Linked DNA regions of Gossypium arboreum: region 2 is linked to region 1. A link is a contact called in public Hi-C data. All regions are on one chromosome and are shown on one strand. The core of a region is the stretch at or near the end of the contact, and the rest is flanking DNA. Distances in the headings are between cores, read along the strand shown.

The links. Hi-C and Micro-C count contacts between places; a contact is called where the count stands out from the background.
Region 2: a Hi-C map of leaf shows a contact between it and region 1, with 3 times the contacts expected there. The contact joins the promoter of LOC108485529 here to the enhancer-like site in region 1. A contact is called at or near these places in 2 of 5 Hi-C or Micro-C datasets (both in leaf).

Annotation. Positions count from the first base shown.
Region 1 is chr6:89,202,899-89,208,454 of ASM2569848v2, reverse strand. LOC108486243 (L-arabinokinase-like) reads right to left here. Exons shown (of 30, transcript XM_017790194.2): 27 at 5,315-5,480; 28 at 4,710-4,781; 29 at 3,935-4,138; 30 at 3,518-3,828. The coding sequence ends at 3,709. Among protein-coding and RNA genes, the nearest start is that of LOC108486243, 13 kb to the right of the region's middle. Within about 2 kb of position 2,979, at least 2 of the 2 cell types and tissues checked have an H3K27ac peak or open chromatin away from gene starts, as enhancers often do. A contact at or near this core is called in leaf, where this site is marked.
Region 2 is chr6:89,686,377-89,691,728 of ASM2569848v2, reverse strand. LOC108485529 (gamma-glutamylcyclotransferase 2-1) reads left to right here and starts at 1,801. Exons shown (of 9, transcript XM_017789381.2): 1 at 1,801-2,353; 2 at 2,962-3,088; 3 at 3,176-3,252; 4 at 3,487-3,543; 5 at 3,767-3,823; 6 at 3,926-3,966; 7 at 4,089-4,160; 8 at 4,291-4,370; 9 at 4,517-5,352. The coding sequence starts at 2,980. The coding sequence ends at 4,698.

The DNA.
Region 1 (5,556 bases), core at 1,730-4,229:
AATGCATGTTTAGGACTTTGTAGGCCCGTGTATGGGACATTATACCTATGCGTGAAAAGTCTTTAAAAAAAAATTGTAGCCCGATTTTTGCATGTTGTGAACGAATAAGTCCGGTAATGCCTCGGACCATGTTCCGGCGTTGAACACGGGTAAAGGTTGTTACAGGATGTAACATCCAAATCTTAATCAGGTACAGAGTGTTACAAAGGTCGTGATCGTCAATCAGTGGACCGTGAGAATTGTAAAATCTTGAAAGTAGAAGGTCATGATTGTAAATTAGCAGACTGTGAAATTCGTAAAATCTCGAAAGTAGAAGGTCATGATTGGAAATCAGCTGACTGTGAAATTCGTAAAATCTCGAAAGTGGAAGGTCATGATCATAAATCGGCAGACCATAAGATTCGTAAAATCTCGAAAGTAGAAGGTGGTGATCGTAAATCAACAGACTGTGAAATTCATAAAATCTCAAAAGCAGAAGGTCGTGATCGTGAATCAGCGAACCGCGAGATTCGTAAAATCTCGAAAGTAGAAGGTCATGATCGTAAATTAGCAGATCGCGAGATTCATAAAATCTTGAAGGTAAAAGATCGTTTATTATGCCCAATACAAGGACCAGGTCTAATAAACGAAAATAACAATAAAGCCTTACATAATTAAGAAAGGTCCACATGCTTTTGATTTCAAAAGAGAGATATTGCCAAACAAATGAATTTTTAGGTTGAGACAACATTTGCCGATATGTTGATAAACCTCCATCATTGGCCGGAATAAGATAATGAATTAATAGATAACTATGAACCACTGACAGGAATAGACAAACTCTTCCAAGCATAAGCTATAATTTAAGCTAAGCTAGAAAATGGTCTAAAATTGTTCAAATGCCCATGTCAAATATACCAAACTTCTTGTAGAGAGAAAAATGATAAAACATGACAAAGTAACATAGACGATAATGCTAAAATAAGAATCATTAAGTCAATTTTCTTCTCCCAGTCAAAAGCAAAGTGTAATAGTTTGTGAAGTGCTTATTAAAGCATCGAGTACATAAAAATAAAAGTTATAAAAGATTCTAAGTTAAAAATATTAACTAATAATTAATTGGCATATTTCATCACTATAAATTTAACTATCAGAGTAACCATTAGGACACCAACCACTGGCGTAAAAATCATTGAAGTAATCACATTTAAATAAACTAACAGAAGTTTTAAAATTTAAAAATGATTCAAGTATATCTCCTATAAAATGAGCTGTTCTTACCTAAGAATTTGTTGAGCAATAAAATAAGAATATTAAAAACCCAAGAAATAGAAAATAAAAATTAATGAATTGAAAAAAAATGAAATTATGCTTCTAAAAATATTAAAAGAGTCAAATCAAGAAAAATCAAAATTCAAGCTCAAGTTTTATCTTTGCAAATAAGATATGAAGTAATACAGCTTTTTCAGTTGAAGTAGGTATCAACACAAGCAAACAAATATTATGAATTTGAGAACAATTCTATTTTTGCAAATCCAAACAATACACCATGCAAAAGTTATTTACTATCAAACAGTTTTCTATTACCAAAAAGTAAGTTAATGTAGCAACTTTTGAAAAAAGGGTTGGGGAAGATCGACAAGGGTGAAGTTCTTAATTAGGTGACAAGAAACAGACCAGACGTCAAAATTATCAGCAGATAAAATCCAAATAAACATGTAAGAGTAAAAACAAATGGTCAGATGTAGCAGGCTACCAAATTAAAAATGGTCAGATGTAGTTGGTTTATACAACTTTGTGCTAGATTTGATAATAGTTTAGTTGATGCAATGGAGATAATTGAATTTTTTTTTTCAACAAATAGAATCCAATTCTTAATGTAACCAACAGATGCATTCATGGCCTTAACCTCTAGAAATTAATAAGCAATTCATATTTTAATTATTAGCAAACAACATAGGAGTCTCCAGTAATGACAATACGATGCAACTAATTTCAAGGTTTAGCTATAAGCAACAAACCAACTATACACAATTACACATCTCCAACAACAATCCTCTTGGATTTTTTCAACCAGCTTTATAAAGCCTAATATTTTGACAATTTGTTGACAGGTCATGCAAATTAACTGTTCACAATATATGCTACACCAAGCATCATCTTTGGAATTATTGATTATAAAGGATTTTTTTATTATGTATTGCTTGCTAATTTCCTCACGCATACATCTATGTTCTCTTTCATCTCAATACACAAGTATTCTCAGTTTCGAAATTCTCTGATTTCTACACCATTGATCCTATTTCAAGGTTTTATGATCACAAAGGTAAATGCAGCTGATCTTTTGTAGAAATCCAATTGCATCAATCATTTTAGCTCTTTAATGCAATTATTAACACAAACATGTCCATATAATTCCTACTGCTACTAACACCAATAACTTTCATCCTACCTCTTCACTACAAGATTACTAATATCATCAATATCTAAAGTTGAATGCAAAGCTCAGAATTTATCATGCAGGCGGCAATTGTAGTTAAGCTGTAAAACTTACACTTCTGGACAGTAAAGAAGGGATAATTATACTAAAAATTTACTATGTGAAATTTTTTACAAATTAGAACATATCTATAATATCACTGCAGCCTCAGTTCCAAAGTTATGTTTCTACCACTGAAGGAGTTCAAGATGGACCACCTAAAAAGCTATCTACTACTCAATCATCTGCGCATTATCACCGGTATGTTCGTATGATACGGATCTCAGGAATTGAGCTCGTTATGTTGGGCTTCAAGACGGCTGAGATTGTGCGTTTTTTGGCGGAGGTCGAGCTGAAGCTCGTGGATGTGCTGGATATAGTATTGCTGGAGCCCTTCCCCTTGCTTGGCGCCACTCTTGGCGGTGCATGTCTCTTTTGTTGACGCCGCTCGCTTCCTCTCGATATCTACCATCAGCATTGAGTATTGTTGCTTCTCAACTATTGCTTTTGCACCAAAGCTGGAAAATCCAAAGAGCTTGCCAGTTTTGGAGAAAATGATGACAACAACCTCAGCATCACAGAGAATGGCAAATTCTTTCGATGGGTTCAATCCATGCTCAACGTACCATAGTTGAATATCAAATTTAGTTGGTCAGTTTCCCCTCTTTAAGAGCTCAAAGGAAAAGGGTTTTTTTATGAAGATGGAAAACACGAAGCTTTTGAGAGAGCAAATCCCCCCCTTCAGGTCCTTAGAACTGTATATAAAGGGACTTTATTCCTGATTGGATTGGATTTCTCGAGTTGAATTTCGAATTGAGTTATAAAATAATTCTATAAGATAAAGTATTTTCCATCTTCCTCAAATTGCCTTAGAAAAGACAGCCGACAGCCGCCCAGTACAACCCTTTCGTTTATTTATAGCAACGATAACCTGGTTTTGAGTTGGTTTATTATACAAATCACAAATTTATTATAAACCAATTCGAATCGTTTTATAACACCGAGGGAAACAATTTCACAACTGCTCATGCAATGGATAAAATAAACAAAGAGAATAAATTCAATTAATGGTAAATATTAACTTTAAATAAATATCCAGAGATTGTTGCTTAATTTATTTTTAAGGAAGATACATCTAAACCAAATAGCTGAGTTTATTTGAAAATAAATAAATGGAAGCGTTATACATCTAAACCAAATAGCTGAGTTTATTTGAAAATAAATAAATGGAAGCGTTGGAAGGCAGCAGTTTAGGATTTGGGAGCGATGCTACGTCGAATTTTTAAATATCCAAACTTGCCTACACCAGGGGATGAACCTTCAAAAATGAAGGGCAAATATCCTGTTGCTTTTTTGTACCTTTGCTGAATCTGGAAATATAGTAATCAGATTTGTTAGATACCTTCCTTTTAATACTAACAATTAATGTACCATATATGAACGTCTAGCTAGCTATATGTTTTCACTTCAACTCACCTCTAGAATGTGTTGGCTGCTTCGGAGACAATTTCTTCCAACTACGCAAACTGTTCCACCAGAGCCGCCACCAGTAATTTTAGCTCCATATAGAGTTCCATCATCAACTCTAGAGGCTTTACCATGCTGCATCTCCTGCACCAACTGTACCAGTCTATCTGTCCCATCGGAACCGAGACCACATGCACTATAGCTGTAGTGGCACTGCAAAAGTGGTATGCAACTACATTTCATCTCTTCTTTCTTTTCACAGAAACATCATTATTGCATTGTTTAAAACCAAAATAAAGAAAAACATCACCAAGCGTGTTTACCAAAGATGAATACTCTAAGTCAGGATATATGTTGATAGGACTACTACCTCTTGATATTATATAGGTTATCTATGGTTCAGCTCCTTTCTTCTTGTTTTCTTGAGAGAGTTGTGTTTGATAAATTTGTACTCTTGATGTTAGTTATTCATAGAGTTGAAGCACTAGTCTCTCAATAACTAATATGAATTCAATTGCAATTAAAAGATATTGTATCCATTAAACAAATAATATTTTCTCTTTTGTTTCCTTTTCATTAAAAAGTCAATCTAACAGACCCCAAGATTTGGTCCATTGGCCAAGGGTGTTCACCCAATACCTATGTCATGGGATTGAATTGCCTGCTAGTGATGAGTGTGACATTGATTTGATCCTACCAATGGAGCTTGAATTGTACCCAGAAGAAAATCTAACTAACCTATCAATTACATAGACAAACCTATTAAAAGACCTTTAGCATATACCTGATACAACAGCTCTCCAAGTGCCGTAAGTTGCTCATTTGAACTCGCAGATGTCAGTAGTGCCTTAAAGGCCTACACATAAATTCACAAAAAATAAATAGAAAACATGTTACCAAGGAAATTCAGCAAATAATTACCAAGGGAAACATACATGTCTACATGTGTCTGGTAATTTGGAGGCCCAAGAATAAGAACATTAATGGATAAAAATTAACTATTGGTAATCAACAACTAGATTAAAAGCTCAGCCACCTTCGAGTACTCCAGGATTGATTTTCAGTAGGAGCAGAATATGCATGTAAAGAGCGGAGGAGGAAATAGAAAGGTTTGAAGAAAACTTACAACAGAAAATTTAGACAGGACCCTGAAGATGTTGTAATATTAACAAAATGGAAATACGACAATATCAACTTAAGCAAGAGTAAGACCAATGCATCAAAAATATTCATAGTGAAGGACACATTTTACAGTTGGAAGAAAATAAACATGACAGTGATTAGAAAATTTTATCTTGCAAAGACACAGTAATTCAATCAATATAAATCAAAATTCAAATGGAAAGTAAATCGATTGTAATCCAATAAGCCGCCAGATCAAAAACCTACCTTGACCCTAAAATTTTCATATACAGGATGTTTAGCAGCAGCTGTTACACTATATGTTCGTTTCTTATCGATTACTGTAACTGTATCACCATGATCAACATATTTCTCCAAAAACACCTCACCAAGCATTGATTGAGGAAGTAGATTGGCATAAAGAGCTTCGTATCTGTAGCACAAGACCAAATGAAAAGGAAGAACTTGCCAGCAAAAGAAACACAGATCTTCAGAGATCATACTAACAG
Region 2 (5,352 bases), core at 552-3,051, 480 kb before region 1:
CGGTTTCTGGATCCACTGTTCCGACTTTGGAAATTCATTGTAAATTAACCAGGGATAATTAGGAGTCATGCCATATATTTATAGATTCCTCTTTGAGTCTCGTTTCTATAGAAACAAACGGCATCAGTATTGAAGCCCTGTACAGAGAGATATTCAAGTTGTAACGCGTGAGGGTCAGTGTAGTCGACCCTTGTCACATGGGAGACTTTAACTAATAAACTGTACTAATTGGCCCGACCAAAAATTCTAGAAAAAAATATGTAGATGTAAATATGAGTCTAATTTCAGGGAAAAATTACGAAACTGATTTTCGAGCTTTGAAACTCAAGATATGATTTTTAAAGTGACAGTGACGCAGTAACCAGCTTGTCTGGAAATTTTTTAAATGGACTGTGAAAATGATTAAATTGAGTTGTGTGCACCTTGTCTTCGACTCCGGTAACAGACTCGGGTACGGGGTGTTACAGTTGCCCCACTTTTAAAATTTTTTACCTTGGACGACCAACATTTAAAAAGTGATCGTTAAGGGAAAGTGGGTGTGCTTTTCATTTCTCTCTAAAAAAATGGCCTATTTCGCTAAATTTTCAAAAAAATTGGCTTATAAGCCTAATTAAAAAAAAAGTGGCATATATGGCTAGTTTAGCCTAGATTACCTAGCATTCTACTTTAGTATTAAAGGAGAGCTTATGTAAGCTCTCTCTAGGAGATTTCCTAGAATTTCCACCCATTAGGAGTCAACTTATTCACTCTTTTGTCTCAGTCTCTTGGAAATTGTTAACTCGAAACAGTTGCATAGAGATAGACTATCATAGTGAATGAGGGACAAATGAGTGGGCACTCCTTCAACGCTAAATGAAAAATGGTAAACACACATAACACAAAAGAGTTTTTTTATGCAATTTGGTTCCCGTATGTCTGTGGAGCCTAGCTCTATGATAAATATTCACTCTCTTCAACAATTACAACAAGTGATCCTATCCTATCACACCTCGTGACAATTTTCCTCACATTTGTATCTTGAAGACTCAATACTCTCACCACTAAATTCACCCTTTATGAATTCAACAAGTAAAACCTTAACACAAGGGGTTTACTCTCAAGAGGCACTCATACAATAGGGTTCCTCACAAAAACAACTTAAGTGCTTAAGTCTCTCTGTACATTAACCTATACAAGTCTCTAAATTAAATAGATAATTTCAAGGCTTACTAACATAAGAAGATATATCACAATCCAACTAAAACAACAAAAAGATAAGCTCAATACAATAGAATAATAGCAGGTAATGTAAACATGGACTCTTGGTAGCCAAGCAATCACAGTTTCAATCCAATCCAATATCCATAATCCAAGGTATTAGATGGGGTGATTCAATTTGATCCAATCTCCAAAATATGTTTTCCCAAGTAACATGATTTTTATTGATGGCTAAATATAATCCTTATACTCAATAGAACCCAAAAAATATCGTTCAATAAATTACCAACGTCTTAAATATGAAAATTGTCTTTACATAATTTTAGTGGCCAAGGAATGGGCATTCCCTTTACGCTTAATTGTCAGTTTCATATTTTTTAATAGTAAATTTATAGATAAAGTTGCTTCAAACTTAATTTAGATGTCTTTTTCCATGGACAATTCTAAAAGATCGAGAGCTGAAGCCGAGACTATCATAAAAATTGAATTATCAACTTTTATAGACACGTCCCAAACGTATAAACCTTGCCAACCTTGAGATTGATTATTATTGTTGTCTAATGATTCAAGTACTAAAATTATATTTCCACATGCAATAAATACGTGGATGTTTTAGCAGGATGGGAAAACAATTTTCAACCTCCGGTTTTTTTTTTTTTTGTGCATTTGTAATATTCCACCGGAGTCTCTATCCCCTTTACTGTGTTGGCAGAGATGCTAGTGGAGTTTATGTGTACCGAGCTCTTTGACTGATTCCTTTGAATGTTATGTTCGCTCCTTTTTCGACAATATATATAGACATAATTGAGGGCATGAGGTTGTGGGCTTCTTGCTCAGCCAGTTGGATTTGAATTAGCATTTCCTTTCCTAATTATTAGGCAGTGACAGCTATAAATACCCTGGAACATGCCATCGCCGCCTCCTTCAGTCCTCTTCATCTCCTTTGCTCTTTCTATTGGTCTTGGAAAATGGAAGCCTCCAAGCCTAGGATCTGACACAAACCAAAACCCTAAGAGAGAGCGAGAGAGAGAGAGAGGACCACGCAATTTTAATCTATAAATCATCCATCCCCTTCATAAGTTGCCTGCGTCCACCCCTACATCGTATTTTATTCTATCTCAGAGTAGATCACTCTCTTTCATCTATCTAAGTTGTTGTAAGTTCTCTACCTCTTTTGCTTCTTCTTCGTTATAAAAATCCGAATGTGAATTTCATTTCTCTCCTGTTAATGAGAATCAAGAACCCCGAGCCCTCCCTCCTTCCCCCACTCTTTTTTTTTTTGGGTCTTCCTCTCTCAAATAATAACGACGTAAATACTAGCGCAACTTACGTGTTTGAGCCCTTCACTGCTACTCCATATCTAGCCATCACAACAGCAACAATGTTGCTTCTAATTTCTTTCGCCATCCTTTTTTTCTAATAATCGGGACTTCAATCCGCTTTCTTTTCGTTAATAATAATTTTAATATACGGGTTAATTTGTTCATTTCAATCATTTTTCTTTTCAAGTATCATGTGTGCTTATTTAATCTTTTTCTTTGTCGTAATTTGGAGTTTAGGGATTTACTTTTTGTTTTTAACAAATCAAAACAAATCAAATCAAATAAAAAATCTAACACTCTCTCTCCGCTATTTAATTAAACTAATCCAAACGCATTGCCTTGCCACAACTTGGACAATAACCATTTCAAAAGGAACTGCTGTTGTCATTCTATGTTGTGTCTTGATGCCATTGTTTTCATCTAATAATATTAGTGAAAAAAGCTTTACTTTCTCAGGAGTATGGTTTTCTGGGTTTTTGGTTATGGTTCACTGGTCTGGAACCCTGGTTTTGAGTATGATGAGAAAGTCATAGGCTTCATCAAGGATTACAGGCGTGTTTTTGACCTTGGTAAGTATTAATTTTTGGCCTTGCTAAGCATCTTTTGCAGTATTTTTTTTTTAACTGCTTATGCATCTTCTTTATTCTGCATTACAGCATGCATTGATCACAGAGGTACACCTGAAGATCCTGCAAGGACTTGCACCTTGGAGCACATTGAAGGAGCCGTTTGTGTAAGTAGCAGCTGACAGCAACTCTTCTTGTCTTATGATCTCTTAGTTATCAAGTTCGTGCCTTCAATTGTTTTCTTCTGGGTTACTTAAAGTTGTTGCATATTGTGGAGGCTGTCTTAGAGCAAGAGATTTTTATTTTACGTTAATGTGCTCTTGATCATTGTTTCTAATTATTCAGTCTTGCTAAGAGCTTCCTGTTTTCTTTATTTGCTAAGTCTACATTATTTCTTTCAGTGGGGTGCTGCTTATTGTGTTCGGGGCAGTCCTGAAAAGGAAAGAGCAGCAATGCAGGTATCTTGCTTCCTACTTCGCAGGCTGTATAGCTATATGTATTTTGTGTTACAAAAGGAAATTTCTTCAGGCACTTAAAATCTAGTCCCTTTTCGTATCATTTAACAATCAGTCATTTTTTTTATCAAAAAAAAAAAAATTCTGTCATTTTTCAGCATTCTTTATCTCAACTAATTGCATATTACTCAGAAACAAAATGTGTTTTTTATTTCCAAATTTGTAGTACTTGGAGAGAAGGGAATGTGAATATGATCAGAAGACCCTCGTGGACTTCTTCAAGGTATGAGATTTCCTAGGGCTTGGAAATGGTTTTCTTTGCTTGTCTCTTCAAGTTTGTCTTCATTTTCCATGCTTAAGTTTATTTGTGATTGCTTTCAATCAGGAAACAGATACCCTGCGGCCTGCTCTAAGTGGAGTTATTGTGTAAGTTAACCTGCTTTTTAAGTTCTCATGTCCTTTTTTTATCGTCCAGTTTGTAATAGGTTGGAAAAAAGAAGCAAACCTTTAATGCACAACTTCCTTAACAAAAATGTTACTTTATGCAGGTTCACATCTACTCCTGACAAAGTTTCAAACAAGTATTACCTGGGGCCTGCTCCGTTGGAGGAGATGGCCTGGTAGTATCCGAATACTTCCATTGTTACCTTTTCAATCATTTGATGGAAGATTTTGGTGTTAGCTTTATTGTAACATATGCTTGGTACCCTGTTTTTTTAAAAAAAAAACTTTTCTATTAAAAATTTTCAGGCAAATTGCAACTGCTGTTGGACCCTGTGGGAACAATAGGGATTATCTTTTCTTGCTGGAGAAGGCCATGTTTGATATAGGTCAGTCTTGTGGTTTATCTTTGGCCACTTCAAACTGATAGTGAATACATCATTTAACTGTATATGCATGCATAACAACATGTTGAAGGAGTGAATGAAGAAATATGGTTGGGAATTTTTTAATTTTTTATTGTGCGTGGAAACAGGTCATGAGGATGACTTGGTTATAGAGCTGGCAAATGAAGTTAGGAAGGTGCTTGGAACAATGGCGAAGGAGAAGAAGCTAGTAGGTTCTCCTCTCAAACCTCTTAAATCCCAGACCCAGGCACAGATCCCATCAATTCAGTTGCATCTGCTTCCTCCGGAAGCAGTTGCGATGGATTTATAGCTGTCGTCTTTGTAACCCAAATATGAATCACTCACGCTTATATTATTCTTGGAGAGAAGGGTTTGAGCTATTCCTTTTTGGTAAGTTGCCCGGCATTTTTAGTTTAGAACCAAACTGGCCTTGCCATGATAACTTTATTTCTTATTTATTCTTATTGTTGTTGTTGTTTACTTTAGTAATAACAATAACAATATAATTGTTATTGCGGTGGTGAGAATTCCATTGCATGCTTGTGTTCTATATGTGGGTTTATAATTTGGATGTACAGACACAAAATGTATAATTATGTTTCAACAATAATGATGATTGATAAGCTTGGCCCTACCTTGCCGCGATGCTGCATTATTTGCGGGATGAATTCTGCTGTGTTGGTTGAAAATGGGATGAGAGCATTTCTTGCAATTGGCCAGTGATATATAATGGTTGATGTTCTAAAGAAACCCAAAATAAAAATGCTCGCTGGATTTTTGGGGATTTGGCATTGTCGTTTTCATTTCAGATATCTCATTAAAGAAGCAGCAGCAGGGTCCAACCGCCAAAGATAGCAGCGAGATGAAATTCATGAAATGTAATTTTTTTAGTGAAAGATTTATATTTGCCACTTGTATCTAGTGAGATGAACTAGAGAGATCATTGAGGGATGCATATATATTT